Linked DNA regions of Sus scrofa: all the other regions are linked to region 2. A link is a contact called in public Hi-C data. All regions are on one chromosome and are shown on one strand. Each heading gives the region's core, a stretch centred on a gene start, on an enhancer-like site or on the middle of the called end of the contact. The rest is flanking DNA. Distances are from core to core; before and after follow the strand shown.

Region 1 (4,258 bases), core at 491-2,990, 81 kb after region 2:
GGAAAAGAATCTGAAATATAGATACGTGTATAAGATATAGTTGGTTTACAGCGTTGTGTTAATTTCAGATATACAGCAAATTGAATCGCTTTGCTGTACACCGGAAACTAACACAACGCTGTAAACCAACTAAACTTCCAATTTTAAAAATTTCAAATTAAAAAAAACAGAAAATACATATCCTATCTCTAACACAGACCTTAGACAATTTGGAATTGCCATTTCTTACATATAAAATTAGGACCAATCAGGTTATTTTCTTTTTAAGGGAAAACACAATAATAAAACCTTTCTTACTGAGTTATCATGGAGACAAAATGAGATACAGGAAGCAAAGTAGCTTTATAAATGAAAAAGAATCACAACATTATAAATCAATACTTTTAAAAATGGAAAAAAAGAAGAAGAATTCTGTCATTGGCTCAACAACAGAGCATTAAAATTCATGTTCAACAATCCTCTGGGTTTTGCCTGCACTCACACACTTAAAAATAAAACTGAGGCTCACTGCTAGAAGCTCTCAAATGCATCATTTTATATTCGTGTTTTCCCAAAATGTGAAACACATATCAACGATGTGTGACTTCAAATGGTTTATGGGACGATCTTAAGTGGCTATGCACATGCATTAAATAACACTCATGTTATTTAGTTATTCTCTTCCAATCCTTTTGCTTTCATCAACGAGGCTGTAAAGGTGACATAACTTGAACACTTCCTAACGCTTGTTAACCTCCCATTCTTACCAGAAAGACAGGTTCAAGCCTTGGTAGGCAGCAGTATCTAATACAACAACTTGTGTTCAGCGTATTTATTTTTTTTACAAGTACTTTACTTGGGACGTGCGATCCTGGTTCTCCGCTTACCGTAAAGATAGGGTTTCCGTGAAATCATTTAATTTAAAAACAGAACACGGTTTAATTTTTTAAAAAGTGATAAAAAATACAAGTGGTACTGCGATAATGCAACCATCCTGAAGGTGGTAGACGAATGACTTAACTTCCAGAAAACGACCTCACAATTTTGAGGCCGCTGGGACGAAATGAGGAGAGGAGCCAGGATCCAAGCCCAAGTCTCTCTCGATGCTCCACCAATTTCGTGCTTCTCAAAATATGCAAATGCATACGAAGCATTCGAAGGGCTAGTTAAAATACAGACATGGCGACTCAGTAGGTCAGGCGAGGGACCTGAGAAACCGCATTTCTACCAAGCTCCCTTGGGGAGCTGGGAAGAAGCCGACGCTGCGGATTATGGGAATACACCCACCCATGGGACGCTAAATTTTCAAGGTCGCCAACTTTGCTCAGCCTGGAACGCCGACCACACCTGCAGTGACGTCAGAGAACAGGTGTGCAATTAGGTCATTCCCCCAACCCGCTAACCCGGAACCGGCACCACAGAGCGTCACATCAGAAAACCACTCTCTTCCCGCCCAGCGGGCCGGCGACACATTACAAGCCTAGCCCTGCTTTTCCGCTCGCGCTCGGTCGCAGTCCCGTGACGTATAAACGTCTACGCCGTGACCTCTCCGACCCAAACCTCAGGAGAAAAGTTCATTGCTCGCCAGCCCAGCGCGGGGCAGCCATCGCTCTCACACTTTACCTGAAAGGGGCCGCGGGGCCCCCGTGCGCGGAAGCCACAAGCAGCGAGCCGCCACTGCCCCGGCGTAGCTCATGGCCCCGCAACAGGGTACCCACTCCTTGAATAGTGAGCCCAACTTGCCCTCGGCACTGACTGATGACGTACAGCTGGCGTAAGGCAGATGCAGCCCGCCTCTGCGTAGGTGGAAACGCCCCTAAGCGCCCAGCTTCCACTCGATTGGTTGGGAGTGTCAAATGGAAAGATCCTATTGGATCTGACCATTATCAATCACTCAGGAGCCCGGTGAAGGGTTGCCATGGAGATGAGAACGCTAAATTGTTCTTTAGAAGATAGCGACAGGATTACTACCTAACCTCCGTTCCTGGGAAAGAGGACCGTGAGGGAATTATTTACTGGCATAGCCATCATATTTTATGCTTTACCAGCATAGGAGACTTTTCTCTATTTGTAGCCTTTATCCACTTCCAGAAATTACATTCTGGAATTCAGTTCACTGCATGGTATCTCCAGGTATTTTGGGGGTTGACAGACGATTTTAAATTTCTTCTTAGCCCTTTTCTCTATTTTTTAAATTTTCTACAAAGAACATTATTAATATTATTATATCCACTTTACTGTTAGTGTGAACGTATTGATGCAAATTGGTTTCTTGACGAGAGGGCTGGGGAGGTGAGATTTAGCAACGTATTTCATAATTTTTTTTTTTTTCTTTTGGCCGCCACACAGTATATTAGCGCTCCCGGGCCAGCGATCAGATCCGGGTGGCAGTGGCGACCTTTGTTGCAGCTGTGGTAATGCCAGGTCCTTTAACCCACTATGCCAGGCTGGGGATTGAACCTGAGTCCTGGCACTGCAGATATCAATACCGTTGAGCCACAGCAAGAACTCCACGTATTTCACACTTCTAAAAGTTATTCACCAGTTCCCTGGTGGTCTAGTTGTTGGGACTCCTGGCTCTCACCACTGCGGCCCAGGATTCAACTCCTGCTCTGGAACTGAAATCAAAACTATATCCGGTCTGTTAATGTAGACTCATCAATTGTAACAAACCGTAGCACTCTGGGGGAATGTGGCAGCAGAGGGTATATAGGAAATCTACTTTCCTCACTTTTGCTGTGAACCTAAAACTGCTCTAAGAAAATAAACTAAGAAAAAATTTTGGTGGACATTTTAATAAATGCATATCCATTGATATAGCAATCCTCCTTCTACAACTCTATTGAACAGAAATAATTTTTTGAATGTGTAATCTGTATGAGGGCCAAAAAAAATCAAAGATGCACATCTGGAAGGATGTATAACAAAATGTCCAGTAATGGTAACTTCAGAGGGTTGGAGGTGAGAAGGGGGCTTTCATGTTCTACTTTACACCTTTGGATTATATGTATCTTTTATCCAAGTTATTGCAAAACATTTAAGGCGTTCCCAAGTGGCTTAGTGGTTCAAGGATCCATGTTGTCACTGCCGACTGCTGTAGTGTGGATGCCATCCCTAGCTCAGGAATTTCTGCATGCCTTGGGCATGGGTGGGGCCAAAAAATCCCCACATTTAACATACACTGCCATTGTAAAGTAATTGAAGTTGCTAATTGTTTTCAAATTACTTTAATACAGTGCAGGAATTTAATAGTTTATGATCAACTCTTATATAACTTTTTATTATTTTATTTGTCTCTCTAGGGCCACACCCTTGGCATATGGAAGTTCCCAGGTGGGGGGTCAAATTGGAGCTATAGTTGCCACCCTACACCACAGCCACAGCAACTCGGGATCCAAGCCACGACTGCGGCCAACACCACAGCTCGAGGCAAGGCCAGACCCTTAATCCACTGAGCGAGTCCAGGGATCAAACCTGCATCCTCAAGGATGGTAGTCAGATTGGTTACTATTGAGCCACTACGGGAACTCCTATATAAGTTTTTAAACCCAAATATCTGGTGAAGGTGAGGATGATATAACATTCTCATGTACAGCTCCTGAGTGTAAATCTGGCTCTCAAAAGCCTTAAAATATTCTAAACCTTGGCTATATAATCCCATTTCAGGTCTCTAAAAGAAAAAAAAATGGAAAAAAAATGTTGACGTAGACTTATGGATGTTGGAGTTATTTATTATCAGGAATATTTGGAAACAAAATATCAAGCAGCAAAGGAATGTTAAAAAAAATTGTGATCCATCTGCATGATATTATATTATGTAGCCCATTGAAGTACTTATAAAGAACTTTGGATAGGAGTTCCCGTCGTGGCTCAGTGGTTAGTGAATCTGACTGGCATTCATGAGGACTCAGGTGTGATCCCTGGCCTCGCTCAGTGGGTTAAGGATCTGGCATTGCCTTGAGCTGTGGTGTAGGTCGCAGACACAGCTCAGATCCCACGCTGCAGTAGCTGTGGCTGTGGCTGTGGCTGGCAGCTACAGCTCCAATTTGACCTCCAGCCTGGGAACCTCCATATGCCAAGAGTGTGACCCTAAAAACCAAAAAAAAAAAAAAAAAAACCAAAAAAACCCAAAAAACAAAACTTTGGATAAAATAAGAAAACAGTCATGAAAAAGAAATGAGAATATCATTTTTTTTCTTTCTTTTCTTTTCATTCTTCCTCCCTTTCTCTGCACTTTCTACCTTAAAAGGAATTTTGCCAAGATTACCAGCGGCTGTCC
Region 2 (4,814 bases), core at 398-2,897:
GCCACAAGGGAACTCACAGACAGCAGTTCTAACAGGGTTCATCTCTCATTGGATTATGCCTTCAGAGGGACAGGGACCGTGCTGTTTCCTGGCTGTGTGTGGTCACCCAAGTGTTTGCTGAGCCACTGTTGAATAGTCATCCCTCCCAACAACAGCCACACAGTAGGTGAACAGTATATGTGACCTTCGCTAAACTTGAAAAGATGACCTAGGGATTCGGTGAAAGGTAAGTCCGTGGAGCGAATCTAAGCCAGGAGAGGGATGGGGAGGCCAGAGCCAGGTGGCAGAGGACAGAGTTCCTGGCAGCTGGAAAAGTCTAAGGACAAGATGAGGGGAGATGTGGGCCAAAGAGGAAGGAGGGGACCAGCAGCCCCCCAGCTGTAACCAAGGGGCGAAGAGAGTCCAGATGGACCTTGAATGTGGGAGCCTGTAGGTTTCTCTGCCAGGCGTAGAGGACCCAATCTCAGAAGCAAGCAGCTCCAGCGGGTCTGACAGCGGTGACCTTGGCGCTGACACGTCGCCACTTCCCCCCTTGTATTGAGGCAAAAGGTCTCTTAGTCCGCAGCCCCCCAAAAGGGGCACTTGGAAATTATTTCTGCCTAAGGATGCTTGGGGGGTGTCCCCCAGATGATGGGGATCCACAACTCCCAAGACCCCAAGGCAACGGCCTAAAGTAATCGGCTGCCCCCCCCAACACAACCAGCGTGCCTCTGCTGTGTCCCCACCCCTCAGCACCCAGTGACCGGGAGAGACGACGTCCTCGTCCCTCCTGGCCGGAACAGCTGCCTCAGGCTCGCTCCGCCGGCCAATTAGCCGGAGCCGTCACCAAGGCAACGGCAGCTGGCGGGCCGGGTGGCTGGCGCGCCCCGGGCCGCCCTCCCCGCGGCCCCTCCCCTGGGGTGGGGTGCGCCAGGGGAGGGATGGGGGAAGGGGGGTAAAGTCCGCCCCACCCCCCCATTCCCAACCCAGGAGGCGAGGGCGCGCGTGCCGAGTCCACTTGGGGCCCTTCGCGCCGGGGTGTGGGGGTCCCCAGCCTCTTCTCCTGGGGCGCACCCCCGCTGCTACACAGGTTGCCCGCGCTCGGGCACCCTTTTTCTCCAGGCAAGTTTGTGGCAGCCCAGCCGTGTGCCCTCCCTTCCACGCGCTCACAGCCGGAGGGGGCGCGGCACCCCCCCACCCACACCGCGGACCTGGCCCCCCGGCCTCAGCCCTACCTGGATGTACGCCATTTTCGCCCGCGCGCACTCACTCCGGCCCGGGCATGGCGCCGCCACGGCCACTTTGCCCTCGCCAACCGGGGAGAGGGGAGAAAGCAAAGGGGAAGAAGAAGAAAAAGGCAGCCGGGTGGCCCCAGACGTGACTGGCGTGGCTGATGAGCGGCGCCCGCCCCTCTGCCGGCCGCCCCGTCCTTGCCTTCCCCTGCGTTCTGGCTCCTGGAGTCGGGGCCGCCTCCCAGGTTGGGAAAGCTCGGGCGCCCAGGGTCCCCGCCTCGGCCTCCCTCGCGGTCCCGCACTCCCCCCGAGGCGCTGCCCAGGCTGGATTAAGGCCGGAGCGCCTGAGGAGGGAGCCCGGGGCAGCCGCGGGGACTGCAGCGACCCCGGCGCAGGCGGGGCCGGAGACGCTGGGGCCCGTGCGCGCCAGAGGCGGGGGAGGGGACCGGGATGGGGAAGAGGGTGGGAGGGGGCGGTGCGCAGGTCAGTCCATCCGGTCGGCACCGGGGCTGGCACCTACCGAGAGCAGGGCCCCCGGGGCAGCCGTGAAGCTGAAAGGGCACGGTCCAGCCCGCCGTGGAGTCTAGAGCTGGGAGGGTCCTCCCCAACCAGCCCTCTCCCAGACCAGGTTGGAAAAACTTTATTCCCGCCCCACCCGACGCGCCTAGAACTGCTGCGGTGAGGCAGTTCTAAACGAATGGGAACCTCAAGATAACGTGGGGCCTAGGGCGCCCCCAGAGAGGTGCCGCAGCCCGGCGGCAGGGGCGCGCGGCAAGATCGGAGCGTCCCTTTACCCTAAATCTATCTGCCCGACTTGCGCCCAGGGCGCAACAGGTCTGGCGCGGGGCGGCCCAGCAGCGCCACCCAGCGTCGCGCCCCGCGTACTGCGCGTCTCTGCCCGCTCGAAGCTCCGCGTCGGAGAGCGTGCGCCCCCGGGGCGTGTCCACCCGATTGCCATCCTGGCTGCCCGCCCGCGTGGCTGGATCGTCCCGGGGCCTGGAGGCCTGCCCCCGAACCGGTCCTCGCACCCCAAGACCACAGAGTTGGGGCTGGCTATCCACTGAGGGATGTGGGATGGAACCTTGCCCTGCGCCGGTTCTCTTTTTAAAACGCTGTGGTATCGCCAGTTGCCAGTCACCAGTTTGCCAACCTTTTAACCTCCAGCGCTTGTCTTTTCATCAGTAAAAAATGCATAAAACCTCTGCCCTGCCCATCCTCCGGGGCTGTTTTGTGGGCGTGAAAGGGGAAATGAATGTGAAAGTCATACACGAAAGATGTACCATACATCCGTATAAACATTTTGTGTAAATATCTAGCATACATATACATTTCTAAGTGTGATACAATATTTCATTTGTAGCGCGTGGCATGTAACACATGTGAGCAGTTATGATTTCGCAGGCATGTGCTCAGTCCTTCACAGGCGTTACTTCATTTTGTCCTCCACCTTCCTCCCTTCTGTATCTCCAGGTAGGTGCCTGACCAGCATGGGCACTCAGTAAATGTTTTTGGCATCGCGCTGGAGAAAACCATACTTTAAAAAGACACATGGACCTCAGTGTTCATTTGCAGCCCTATTCGCAGTAGCCAAGACATGGAACCAACGTATAAGGGCCATCACCAGAGGAATGGATCAAGAAGATGTGAGACACACCCAGTGAAATTCTGCTCCACCATAAAAAAGAATGAAATAATGCCTTGTACAGCCACATGGATGGGCCAAGAGATTACCATACTAAGTGGAGTTAGACAATGAAAGACAGACATCCTATGATATCACCTGTATGTGGAGGAAAAAAAGGATACAAATGAACTTATTTGCACCACAGAAACAGACTCACAGACTTTGAAAACAAACTTGTGGCGACCAAAGGGGACAGGTTGGGGGGGGTGGACAGGGGTTTGGGGACTGGCATGTGGACCCTGAGGTATATGGAATGACCAGCCAACAGGGACCTCCTGTATAGCACAGGGAACTCTATCCGATCGATATTCTGTGACAATCCATGTGGGAAAAGAGTCTGAAAGAGAATGGGTGTGTGTCCATGTAAAACCAGATCACTTTGTTGTACAGTGGAAATCACGACATTTTAAATCAACTACACTTCTCCCGTGAGGCTCAGAGAAGGCTTCTTGAGGGGTGACCTTTCCAAAGAACTGAAGATAAGGAGAAGATTCTTCTAGACCCAGTGGTGCTTCATGGGGTGGGGGGGAGAGCACGGTCTTAGAAATCGTAAAGTTACATCTCCATGCTCACTTATCTGGGACTTGGTCACCAAGAGAAATCATATGTGTATTCCCATCGCATTACAGTTGCTGCATATAGCTTGACATTTCATTTACGCGCTTTACTGCTTGAAAATTGCACATTAGGCTCCGCCCACTAAATTTTCTATTTAATGTATTAAGGAAGAAGTATATATGTTATTACCATATTTAAATTTAAATTGCTTTTAGTGTTTTCGATAATGTGTATCAATCTATTAGAACTTCATTATAATTCTATGTATCCTACTGTATGATTGCAAAGACATTATTCTGGAGTTCCCATCAGTGCACAGTGGAAACGAAGCCAACTAGTATCCACGAGGACGCAGGTTCGATCCCTAGCCTCGCTCTGTGGGTTAAGGATCCGGCATTGCTGTGAGCTGTGGTGTAGGTTGCAGATGCGGCTTGGATCTGGTGTTGCTGTGGCTGTGGTATAGGCTGGCAGCAATAGCTCCGATTCAACCCCTAGCCTGGGAACCTCCATATGCCACAGGAGCTGCCCCCAAAAAGCAATAAGCAAAAAAAGAAAAAGAAAAGATATTATTCTGAGGTGGGGTCTAGAGGCTTCCACAGACTAGTAGAAGGTCCATGGAAGAGAAAGGGTTAAGAACCCCTGGAGGGAGCATGCGCATTAGCTTAGAGCTGAGAGTGGGAACTCCAGGTAGGTGTCTAGGAGAGGGTGGTGCCAGGTGAGGTTTAACAGGTAGGAGGGGCCGAATGCCCCCCCAGTTTCCTTGGTTACCCCATAGAAAAGCAGGTCAGGCTGAGAAAGATTTTGATGTGTGTGTGTGTGTGTGTCTGTGTGTCTGTGTGTCTGTGTATCTGTCTGTCTGCCTTTGGGTGGGGAGCAGACAAGCCTGAAGCAGGGAGGATGCTGCAGCAGTCCAGGTAAGAAGAGATGTGAGACTGAACCAAGGTCAAGGCAATGACTCCATGGCTGGACCTGAATAAGCAGTGATGACAGGGGAGGCTGGCTGAGGGCAGGGTTGCTGCGGGAGGAGATGGGGTTCTGTGTTTGGGAACCCTCCGACATGTATTGTCTAGGGCTCCTAAAAAAAAGTCAGTTCCATCCAGTGAGCAGAAAAGAGCCGACGGGCTCATTCACCTGCAAGACCAAGGGCGAATTCCATAGTCGTGGCTGGATTTAGGGATGCAATGAAGTCCTGAGGACTCTTTCCGCATCTCTCTCTCCTTCACGGCTTTTCCCTCTGAACACTGGATTCTTCCCCCCTGAAGTAGGTTTGCTTCATGTGGCAGAAAAATGGCCACTCGTGTCTTGAGCTTATAGTTTAAACGTTGACCCTCCAAATGGAAAAGAAACTTTGTATGACATCC
Region 3 (4,868 bases), core at 943-3,442, 65 kb after region 2:
TCCAAAGAAGATATACAGATGGCCAGCAAACACATGAAAAAATGCTCAACATCACTGGTTATAAGAGAAATGCAAATCAAAACTACCATGAGATACCACCTCACACCAATCAGAATGGCCATCATTAATAAATCCACAAATAACAAGTGCTGGAGGGGCTGTGGAGAAAAGGGAACCCTCCTGCACTGTTGGTGGGAATGTAAACTGGTACAGCCACTATGGAGAACAGTTTGGAGATACCTTAGAAATCTATACATAGAACTTCCATATGACTCCGCAATCCCACTCTTGGGCATCTATCCGGACAAAACTCTTCTTAAAAGAGACACATGCACCAGCATGTTCACTGCAGCACTATTCACAATAGCCAGGACATGGAAACAACCCAAATGTCCATCGACAGATGACTGGATTCGGAAGATGTGGTATATATACACAATAGAATACTACTCAGCCATAAAAAAGAATGACATAATGCTATTTGCAGCAACATGGATGGAACTAGAGAATCTCATCCTGAGTGAAATGAGCCAGAAAGACAAAGACAAATACCATATGATATCACTTATAACTGGAATCTAATATCCAGCACAAATGAATATCTCCTCAGAAAAGAAAATCATGGACTTGGAGAAAAGACTTGTGGCTGCCTGATGGGAGGGGGAGAGAGTGGGAGGGATCGGGAGCTTGGGCTTATCAGACACAACTTAGAATAGATTTACAAGGAGATCCTGCTGAATAGCATTGAGAACTTTGTCTAGATACTCATGTTGCAACAGAACTAAGGGTGGGGAAAAAAAATGTAATTGTAATGTATACAGGTAAGGATAACCTGACCCCCTTGCTGTACAGTGGGAAAATAAAAAAATTTTTTAAAAATAAAAAATAAAATAAAATAGGAAGAGTTAAATACAAAAAAAAAAAAAAAAAAAAGTTTATCACAACCGAAAAGGCTCTTATAGAAATACCCAGAATAGGAGTTCCCTTCATGGCTCAGTGGTCGACCAACCCCCCTAGGATTCATGAGGATATGGCTTCGATCCCTGGCCTTGCTCAGTGGGTTAAGAATCTGGCGTTGCCATGAGCTGTGGTGTAGGTCGAAGATGAGACCCAGATCTGGTGTTGCTGTGGCTGTGGTGTAGGCCAGCAGCTGTAGCTGGGATTGGAACCCTAGCCTGGGAACTTCCATATGCCGGGGGGTAGAGCCCTAAAAAAAGCAGAAAAAAAAAAAAGAAAAACAACAAAAAAAATCTCAGAAAAACCAAAACACAGCAGCAATGAATAAAAAACAATTCAAAGGAAGGTGCGGAGACATGACGAGGGGTTAACAGTTTGCCAGGCGTTGGGCTGCAGATGAGCAAGAGGACGGAAAAGCGCTCACACAAGGTTGCCCACTTGATACTTTTGATCCAAAAGCTTCTAGGTACATTCAATTGAGATCAGAAGGATGGTTTGTCATCAATTATAAATTACTTTTGTTCCATTCTCCGAGTCCACATGATTTTTTAGCGTAGTTTATCAAACACTGGCCTTGGGCCTGCTAAACCAGGCGTGGGGAAAGCTTGACTTTGAGCAGCTTGCGCCAGGCTGGAGATGGTAGGAAGCAGATAAGGATAGCCTCCAATGCCAATGCAAGAAGCTGAGGCCTGGGGGTTGGGAGAGGCGGCGGGGGCGGGAAGGGTGGGGTAGGGGGTCGACTTCGCCTAAGAGATGGCAGTTTGGAAGGGCAGACAGCCTTCATCAGGCAAAGCGCTGAGCACGTGGACTGGAGGAAGGCACGTGTCCAGGGGGCAGCACGAACCAAGGAATGAACCTTCTCGTGGGGCCCCTGGGACGTTGCATGACGCTTGAAGCCGGTTTCATCGTGTGATCCCAACAGACGGAGACGAATCGACCCCCACTGTTTTCCTCTCTCCCTTTCCTGAAGAAGAAATTGCGTCCTTCCCGATAAGTACTCTCAAGTCAGGGAGCCAGCGCGGACTGGAGCAGCTCGGTGAGCCCGCCGCAACTCGCAGTGTGTGAACCTGACATTCCACTCCGGTCCGACGGCGGGACCGCGGAGATCAGGAGGCCGGGTTACCACCACAATGACCTGGCCTTGACCGCCAGGCGTGTCCCGCTGACGTCCTGCAGTGACGGGCGGGGCGGGCGGCTGGCCGCGGACTCGGAAGGCCGGGGCGAGGGTGCCCTCTGGTGGCCGCGGGGAAGCCTGCGCCCTTCCCCGCCCTTGGCGCGCTCAGCCACAGATCTTCTACATGATCCTGATCAAAGGCCCGGTGGGGTTCAGTCACAGCCCTGCAGGGCTGCCATTTCGGGAGCAGGAGTGGGAGGAGACATGTCCCCAAAGGCAAGAGGAGCCTTTTTAACCTTTGATAACATATTCAGTAGAAAAGTGCTTGGTGCTCCTGCAGAGGCAAAGAACGATTTTGAGGAAAGGGATCTTTTGTTCCTGGCAGCTGGGAAAGGTCAGGCTTTCTTCTCAGAGCAGCGGGATCAAAAGGCCTTAAGGAAGCCCAAGGTTTTTATCATATAGGTTTTTATCATATTGTCAGAGAAGTTCGGGATCTGCAGACAGGTGGGTTAAGGACCCCAAGGGGTCCCGCCTCTGAAATTCCTTAGAGACTGTCTTCAGGGGTGGTCTCTAAAGCATCAAAGGTCCCCAGATTCTGTGTTAATAACCCAAATGCCCACTGATGAAGGACAAGAAGATCTAAGAGGCTGTGCTGCCAAATGGTCAAGTTCAAGCCTCTCCAGGACTTAGTGTTTCCTCCACTGCGAAGCCCACACAAGGACCGCAGCGCCTGAGGGAGTGGTCGGAACCCAGTGCCAGCAGCTGTAAGGACAGTGCTCGGGGTGGTGGTGGAGCAGGGCTGCGCGGTCCTGGTGGCCCGGCTGTGAAAGAGCAGCCAGCCGGAGAGATGAGGTGGAGCTACAGGTACTGACTTGGAAAGATGGCCAATATCAGTCACAAAGTGAAAAATGTACGTTTCAGATCAAGAGGCACAAGATAGGAGTTCCCTGGTGGCTCAGCGGGTTAAGGATCCAGCCTTGTCACTGCAGTGGCTCAGGTCACATCAACCCCAAACCCAGCAGCTGAAAACAACCAATGTTTATCATCTAACATAGTTACAGAGAGTCAGGAAACCAGGTGTGACTCCACGGGGCACTTCTGGCTCTGGGTCTCTCAGGAGGTTGCAGTGAGGATGTTGGCTGCAGGCATGTCATCTGAAGGCTTGATGGGGGCTGAAGTAGTCACTTGCAAGACGTCACACACCATGACTGTTGTCAGGAGGCCTCAGTGCTTGGCCATGTGACCCTCTCCACAAAAGTTCACTGAGTGTGGGGTGTCTTCACCACATGGCAGCTGGTTTCCCCAGAGTGAGTGATTCTAGGAAGGAGGAGCTTACAAGGTCTTTATGACTTAGCAGCCTTGGGAGATGCACCCCATCATTTTCTGCCACATCGTTTATTACAAACAAGTCACTAAGGCCAGCCCACCCTCAAGGCAAGGAGAATTAAGCTCCACCAAACAGAGGAGTATCAAGGAATCTGGACATACTTTAAAACCATCATATCCTGGAGTTCTCGTCATGGCTCAGTGATAACAAACCCAACTAGTATCCATGAGGATGAAGGTTCGATCCCTGGCCTCGCTCAGTGGGTTAAGGATCTGGCATTGCTGTGGCTGTGGCTGGCAGCTCCAGCTCCAGTTTGACTCCTAGTCTGGGACTTCTATATGCTGTGGGTGCAGCCCTAAAAAAACAAAAACCCATCACATCTTGTTAAAATGATGATTCTGATTCAGTAGGTCTGGGGAAGAGACCCAAATTCTACACTTCTAACATGCTTTTGAATGATAACGCTGCTGTTGTTGTGAGTAGAAAGGGAATCAAAAGCATGCAAAGAATGATGGCTCAGATCACACCTCTAGAATTATACTGCTTGTAAGAATAACACCCTTTGTCATGCTGGCATCATCTTTGGACAGTGTCCAATTTTAAAATCACATTTCCCCTGAAAGTTCAGAGCAGTAAAGTAAGAGAAAGACAAGATTACCTTGTTAATACACGAGAACAAGCTGTAATGGAATTAAAAGCAATCAAAGGGGGATTCAGAAAATCTCTCTGGCCTTCTTCTAGAAGCTCTCAGAAGCATAAAACATCAGCTATCAATTCGGAAGGGGATGCTAAGCAAACAGCAGCAAATCTGGTCTTTTAATACAGATTGTATGATGTGCCTTCCTAAGACTAAGACTCCTGACTGCATACTCACAAAATTAGCTTTGGTATAGGAAGGGAGTTCCCATCTTGGCTCAGCGGTTAACAAACCAGATGAACATCCATGAGGACGTGGGTTCAATCCCCGGCCTCAATTAGTGGGTTAAGGATCCAGCATTGCTGTGAGCCGTGGTGTAGGTCACAGATGTGGCTTGGATCTGGCATCAATGTGGCTGTGGCCTAGGCTGGCGGCTGCAGCTCTGATTGAACCCCCTAGCCTGGGAACCTCCATATGCCACGGGTGTGGACCTAAAAAAACAATAAATAAATAAATAAATAAATAAATAAATAGTTTCGATAAAGGAAGGCGAGAAAGAGCACCAGCATCTCAGAAAATCAAGGCTTCTATAAGCTTTGTGGGCTTGAAGAGTGGAACGTTAAAGAAATCGCTTCCCCATTCAATAGCCTAGACTGAAATTCCCTTTTGAATACAGCATAAAACTAGAAATTCTGTTTTGTTTTTACGGCTGCACCTGCAGCTTATGGATGTTCCCAGGCTAGGGGTTGAATCAGAGCCGCAGCTGCCGGCCTACACCACAGCCACAGCCACACAGGATCCAAGCCACATCTACATTCTACACCGCAGCTTGC

The links. Hi-C and Micro-C count contacts between places; a contact is called where the count stands out from the background.
Region 1: a Hi-C map of liver shows a contact between it and region 2, with 2.8 times the contacts expected there. The contact joins the promoter of COQ7 here to the promoter of SYT17 in region 2. A contact is called at or near these places in 7 of 47 Hi-C or Micro-C datasets (blood, embryonic fibroblasts, epiblast stem cells and 4 more).
Region 3: a Hi-C map of retroperitoneal adipose tissue shows a contact between it and region 2, with 3 times the contacts expected there. The contact joins the enhancer-like site here to the promoter of SYT17 in region 2. A contact is called at or near these places in 1 of 5 promoter capture datasets (liver), 37 of 47 Hi-C or Micro-C datasets (adipose tissue, alveolar macrophages, blood and 16 more) and 1 of 2 datasets of contacts at active chromatin or transcription factors (alveolar macrophages).

Annotation. Positions count from the first base shown.
Region 1 is chr3:26,363,488-26,367,745 of Sscrofa11.1, reverse strand. It overlaps COQ7 (5-demethoxyubiquinone hydroxylase, mitochondrial), which reads right to left and starts at 1,740. Exons shown (of 6, transcript XM_021086541.1): 1 at 1,603-1,740. The coding sequence starts at 1,675.
Region 2 is chr3:26,444,136-26,448,949 of Sscrofa11.1, reverse strand. SYT17 (synaptotagmin-17) reads right to left here and starts at 1,647. Exons shown (of 12, transcript XM_021086545.1): 1 at 1,215-1,647. The coding sequence starts at 1,229.
Region 3 is chr3:26,380,110-26,384,977 of Sscrofa11.1, reverse strand. No RefSeq gene overlaps it. Among named protein-coding and RNA genes, the nearest start is that of COQ7, 17 kb to the right of the region's middle. Within about 2 kb of position 2,192, at least 40 of the 83 cell types and tissues checked have an H3K27ac peak or open chromatin away from gene starts, as enhancers often do. A contact at or near this core is called in adipose tissue, alveolar macrophages, fetal liver and 5 more, where this site is marked.